Regions from separate parts of the Mus musculus genome. Here region 1 is linked to region 2. Evidence: chromatin contacts called from public Hi-C data. All regions are on one chromosome and are shown on one strand. Each heading gives the region's core, a stretch centred on a gene start, on an enhancer-like site or on the middle of the called end of the contact. The rest is flanking DNA. Distances are from core to core; before and after follow the strand shown. Region 1 overlaps Gm31870 (a long non-coding RNA gene). Region 2 has its middle 20 kb from the start of Camk1g.

Evidence for each region. Hi-C and Micro-C count contacts between places; a contact is called where the count stands out from the background.
Region 1: a contact with region 2 is called in a Hi-C map of muscle stem cells, with 3 times the contacts expected there. The contact joins two enhancer-like sites. A contact is called at or near these places in 3 of 39 promoter capture datasets (the SN4741 cell line, liver and stem cell-derived epiblast-like cells), 1 of 15 datasets of contacts at CTCF or cohesin (the NIH/3T3 cell line), 1 of 484 Hi-C or Micro-C datasets (muscle stem cells), 2 of 115 datasets of contacts at active chromatin or transcription factors (the NIH/3T3 cell line and embryonic stem cells) and 1 of 9 other capture datasets (adipose tissue).

What each region holds. Positions count from the first base shown.
Region 1 is chr1:193,719,464-193,722,170 of GRCm38.p6, forward strand. All of the region lies in intron 3 of Gm31870 (a long non-coding RNA gene), which reads left to right. Among named protein-coding and RNA genes, the nearest start is that of Gm31870, 65 kb to the left of the region's middle. Within about 2 kb of position 1,343, at least 9 of the 459 cell types and tissues checked have an H3K27ac peak or open chromatin away from gene starts, as enhancers often do. A contact at or near this core is called in muscle stem cells, where this site is marked.
Region 2 is chr1:193,388,413-193,391,173 of GRCm38.p6, forward strand. No RefSeq gene overlaps it. Among named protein-coding and RNA genes, the nearest start is that of Camk1g, 20 kb to the left of the region's middle. Within about 2 kb of position 1,354, at least 12 of the 459 cell types and tissues checked have an H3K27ac peak or open chromatin away from gene starts, as enhancers often do. A contact at or near this core is called in muscle stem cells, where this site is marked.

The sequences.
Region 1 (2,707 bases), core at 93-2,592, 330 kb after region 2:
ATGGCTGACACTAAGTAACCCCTGTACCTGCATGAAACCATGTTTCTCTGTCCAGTGTTTTCTTTTCTTTACAGGTGACACTATGCCCATTCTAATCTCAAACAGGTCTTATTTTGTCTGTTCCAAGAAGCAAATGAACACTAAGAAATAAACAAATTCATGAGGGTTTGTAGTGCTGCCATTTGCAACGGGTTGGGTTAAGAACATCTAGAATTAAATATTTCCCAATTAGCAGCCATAAGGGAATGTCTACCCTTATTGTCTGGACATGTCACAGCATATCTGATGGGTTGGATACCAGCTACATGATGTAGGGTATAAACTTCAGTAAGATTTAGTTGTTTACAGTGAAGAGGTCTAGTTGAATCCCTGATACATAGGAATAGTAAGGAAGAATAGACTACAGTAGAAAGGGGCATGCCTTCGTCCGTTCACTGAGCCTTGCACAGGGTCCAGGTACTGATTGGGGCATCACCCCTTCCCACCCAACACACACACACCACACATACACACACACACACACACACACACACACACACACACACACACACTGAGTCCAGCATGGTGCCCAGGAGCTAATAGGAGTAGGTCAGAAGGTGTGCAAACAGAGAGAAAGGGAGGACAATGCAGGGAGAAGGAGGAGGAGGAGGAGGAGGAGGAGGAGGAGGAGGAGGAGTGGGAGCAGGAGTGCTCTCTCATTGAAGATGCTAAGGTGCTGGGGTTGGAGCTGGGTGCTTTCTGATTATTGAGGAGGTGAGACAACCCTAGTTAGATGAGAGAAGAGAGGACTGATGACCTACATGTCTGCAAAGGACTCTGCTAAAAGACAGGAGGGTAGGAAGCACTGAGGGGTGGATGGCTCCCTCTAATCCCATTAGTGAAGAATGAAGGCATTTTTTTTTCAGCCACGGTTTTTCAAAAGCGAACTGCAAGCCAGAATTGTTCTTTTCCTCTGACTTCGCTCTTCCGTGGGGCTGAGTGTGTGAGGGCTATAATGAGACTTCTCTAAGCACCGATTCGTCCACGGAGAGGGCAAGTCGTCAGGTGTCCATTGTGCATGTGAAGACTCCTCTTTTTCAACAATGGCTCTGATGAAGCTGCTAGAGACTTCTTATGAGCAAGAAAAGACTCCCAGCCCAGGCAGCCGAAGGGGGAGGAAGGACATAAAGGGCTGCACACCTCCAAATCACCCTTCAGGCTCCACAAAGTGGAGGCAGAAGGGGGAGCACGCTTCCTGAATGTCAAGTACAGGACTGGTCAGCCCAAATGAGTCTCTGGAGAGAGAGATTAAGGGAGGTGGGGTGGGGGCAGCTCTGCCAGGCAACCTCTGGTATGCAGGGCTAGGCCAGCTGGGATTAAGCTGTGGAGCAGTAAGTTTCTCACACTTAGATAAATAGCTAGTGGTACAGAGCCTCTGGCCTCCAACTGAGCCAGTTTCTAGACCCAGCTCACAGTACCTTTACTGGATACATTATACTGTGCCTTTCACTGGATCCTGGGGAAGACCAAGAGATCTACAGATCCACTACCAGTAGAGTCCTGATATAACTCCAGGCCATTGGGCAGGTAACTGACCCTCAAATTCAGAACAATGCAATTTGTGAGTGGGATAGAAAGGAGAAGACATAATGAATTTTGCATCTACTCAGCTGAGCTCAATGCTGCACTGATTCGGATTCATCACCTCCCAGGGTAGGCTGTTATTTCCCACTTGAATGTTGGAACCTGATCAAGACTCTAAAGACATTGGCAGTATCAAAATGCTTCCCTGACAGTTCTTATTTAGAAGCAGTTAGCCTCTGCCTTCCTCCAGGTCAGCCTCAGGCTCTCTCTCACATGCACCTCTCCCCTGAGTGGTGCCTCTAATGTATACTTCCCCTGAATCTGTGTGCATGAAACAAAGCTCGACATTCAACTATCAACATCTTTCTTTTCCTCCTACCTTGGTTGATGCTGCTACATTCATCAGGAGCATTCTTTTAACACCACCCCCATCCCTCACTCCACCTCTTTATTCTTTGAAATCCTATCCATCTGAAGTCCTGTGAGTTCTCTTCCTGCATGAGGTCTTCGTTAGACCATGGACAGATCTTTTCTGTCCCTGGAAGGCTCTCTTGCAGTCCTTTCTATTGTGCCTTTTATTATAACCCTTTTGGATTTTACCCAGTCCCCTGGAGTGGTGTGATGACAGATACGTACCACCACTCTGGGTTACTTGTGTTCTCTGGAGCTACTTCATTAATGAGCTTTCTTAGAACTGTGATATCACCCTGTAACAGGACATCTTGTTTAAATCCACCTCTACTTAGGTGCAAGACAACTTCTTGACTTAACCCTAAACTCAGTGACTGCCTTTGCAGGTGTGCCTGCACACCCTCTGCTCTTCCTGACCTCACTCTATGATAATTATTCACAGATGAGTCTTGTCAAGATGGTTCATGGCAGAGCTAGGAGGTGACAGTAAATGTAAAAATGTTTAGTAACTCAGGAGACCCTGTGACTCATTGTGGGGCAGTGGACCGTGCCAGGAAATTTGTTAAGGCTGATCAGGCTGGAAGCCCTGGAACACAGAGAGGCCAGTAGGAGCTTCACCGGCTTCTGACCAGTCCTCTGTCATGTGACTACACTCCCTAAGTAGGTCATATTGATCAGAGCAGAGTTCTCCATGCTAATGAGGTATCTAGAGGCCTTGAGGGTTTAGACAATG
Region 2 (2,761 bases), core at 104-2,603:
GGTGTGACATGTGGTCATGTTTCTCAAAGTGGAAACTGAGACATCCCTAGCACTGTGCAGGTGATTTGGAACAAGGACATTGGGCTTTTTCTGCACATCTGTCTACAGGCAGAGTCCTGGTCCTCAGTCTGGGTTAGACTGCTGCTCTGAGACAGTCAGCCAGGGTCAACGTGCTGTTTAGCATCCAGATGTTTAGAAATGTCCAGACGGAGTATTTAATGTTTGTGGTTGTTTGTCTGTGTGCACGTGGACACCCGTTAGTGAAAACAAACAGATGGATAAAGAAAGCCTGCATGAGTTATTGAGCATATTGTCTTTATCACACACGGACAGACTTTCTTTTGTTCTTTCCTTCTTCCTGTTGGCATTATTGTGATGATATGCTCTGTAGAGTTGACATAAGCCAGCACTGGCCACACTGTCTGCCCACTCTCCTCAGAGGCTCTTCCGTGGAAACAGTAACTCAGCATAGCTTTCTGGAGCCACAACGTCGGTCATGGTGAACAGAGTCCCAGTCCTCCTCACAGGTCCATCCCCACGCCTACCTACTCACCTACCCACCCTCCCCTCTTCTTTTTACCCCTCCTCTTCTCTCCCTCTCTCCCCTCCTGGGGCCACAGCAGATGCACATTCAGGCACAGATGCAGCAGAAAGCATCTTTTCACAACCCATGCACCCTGTACTGTGGTGGCCCCCTGGTCTTCACCTGTTCTGGCTTAGTTCCCTGGGTGAGTCGGGTGGATACCTGGCTGTAAAGTTGCAGCTGTATGGACCCTGTTTTGTGTGCTTTCCCCTGGACCCTCTCTGGATAATCTCACCTTCCTTCCTGGCTTTATATTCCCCTCACTTCCTTCCCAGGGTGGGAGCGGTGCCTCCTGGGCTCTCTAGTAAAGGCCATTCCGACAAGCAGATCTCCTTCTCAGACTGAAGTGTGAGGCTGGGCAAGGGGAGCTTTGCATGCAGAAATTTGTGGGTGTCTTTTCCTAATCTTCTGAAACTCTAAATGAGTTTCAGAGTCTCCCCATGGCCTGAGAGATCAGCCATACTCATATGAAGTGAAGTGGCCTACCTCTTCTCTCAGTAAGTCCTTCCTTGTATCCCACCCCAGATGGCAGTGGATGGTCAGGGAAGCAGGCTGTTGGTTTAGCTCCTTTGCAGCCATTCTCCCTCCTGGTGGGAGACAGCAGCCTTGAGAAGGGAAGGGCTGTGGCTTTTGGAGCTTAATTAAACGTATTTACAAAGTCTAGGCCCAGTTAGCCAGGGAGGGACAATGAGACAGAAGCCAGCACTGTACTGTAAGATTAATAAACCAATTAAATAAAGACTGTGGTGGCTTGGTGGCCCCACGGGGGCAGGAGGCAGCGTTGACAGCTGCTCCTTTCTGATGATTGCCACACATTTCAGAGGCCCAGACAGCCTGGGCTTTCCTCATTCTGGGAAAGAATACCCCAGGCTCTTGTCCTGTCTAATCTCTCACATGGCTAGTGAAGTTGTTTGCTCAGCCTGCGGGTTGGATGTCATGTTTAGTCAACTGGCAAGAAGAGAAAACAAAAGTGATTTCCTCCCCTGTAATCAAAAATAAAAACAAAAACGGCAGAAAAAAAAATCCCCCGTGTGGGCCCATTTGTCTTCTCGAGGTGTAACATTCCCATAACAGTGCAGAGGCAGGGCAGGGAATTATGGGGGCTCAGGAAACTGTTTGTCTGACAGGAGCCTCCCTGGGGTACCCATCTTCTGCAGATCGACAGTTTCCTCTTGTCTCTTGTTTTCCTTTCATCACGGCTAATGCCCGGTTCTGCTTCTCCCAGAATGGAATTCCTTCTTCTTGCTGGCATTGTTGTGATGACATGCTCGGTAGAGTTGATACAAACCAGCACTGGCCACACTCTCTGCCCACTCTCCTTAGAGGCTCTTCCGTGGAAAGAACACCATAGTGTAGCTTTCGGGTAACGTCTGTCACGGTGAGCGTATTCCCTGATGTGCCCACTGTGCTTGCGTGGCTCTTCTTCCTTATTGCCTGGGGCATGGTGAATAGACACTGGCCCTGATGGAACTAAAACCACAGAATAAGCACGTCAGCTCAGAGAGTGGAAGAGAAGCCTGAAACCCCATTCTTTTCAGACCTAAGCGGTACAGTGGGCACACTCCCACGATTCCATGCACGGAGGAACACGGCAGCTGAGAACCTGCGCCTCCAGAAGCATTATTGTGTGATAGGACTTCTTATGGTTTGGACCTCAACTACACCTCAGGAGTTCCTATGTGAAGGCTTAGTCCCTGATGATGCTATTGAGAAGTGATGGAGATTTACAGAGGAAGTAGGTCAGGGGTCATACCCTTGAAGGTTTATTGGAACTCACACCTGTCTTGTTTCCAGGCCACTCTGTCACACACATTCTACCATGCTGTTCTGCCTCCTGGCAAGCCCCAAATAACAGAGCCAAAGTGAACATGGCCTGACACCTGTGATACCGTGGGCCAAATTTACCCCCTCTCTGTGCTGTTTGTTGTGGGCATTTTGTTCTAGTGATGGAAGGGTACCTGGCATATCCTTCCTCACCTCCCCCGGCCAAGCAAACCTGGTGAGCTCAGGGCCACAGGGTTGTGTGCTCTGCCCTGCCTTGGTCTAACAGCTGTCGGATTGCTTCCATATAGATGCTGGTGAGCCCCCAGGGGCCTGGCAACTTCAAGAAGAGGTTCAGGTGGTCTTTCTTTTTCTTTATTTGGAAGACGAGATAAAGAAACAGAGGAGATAGTAATA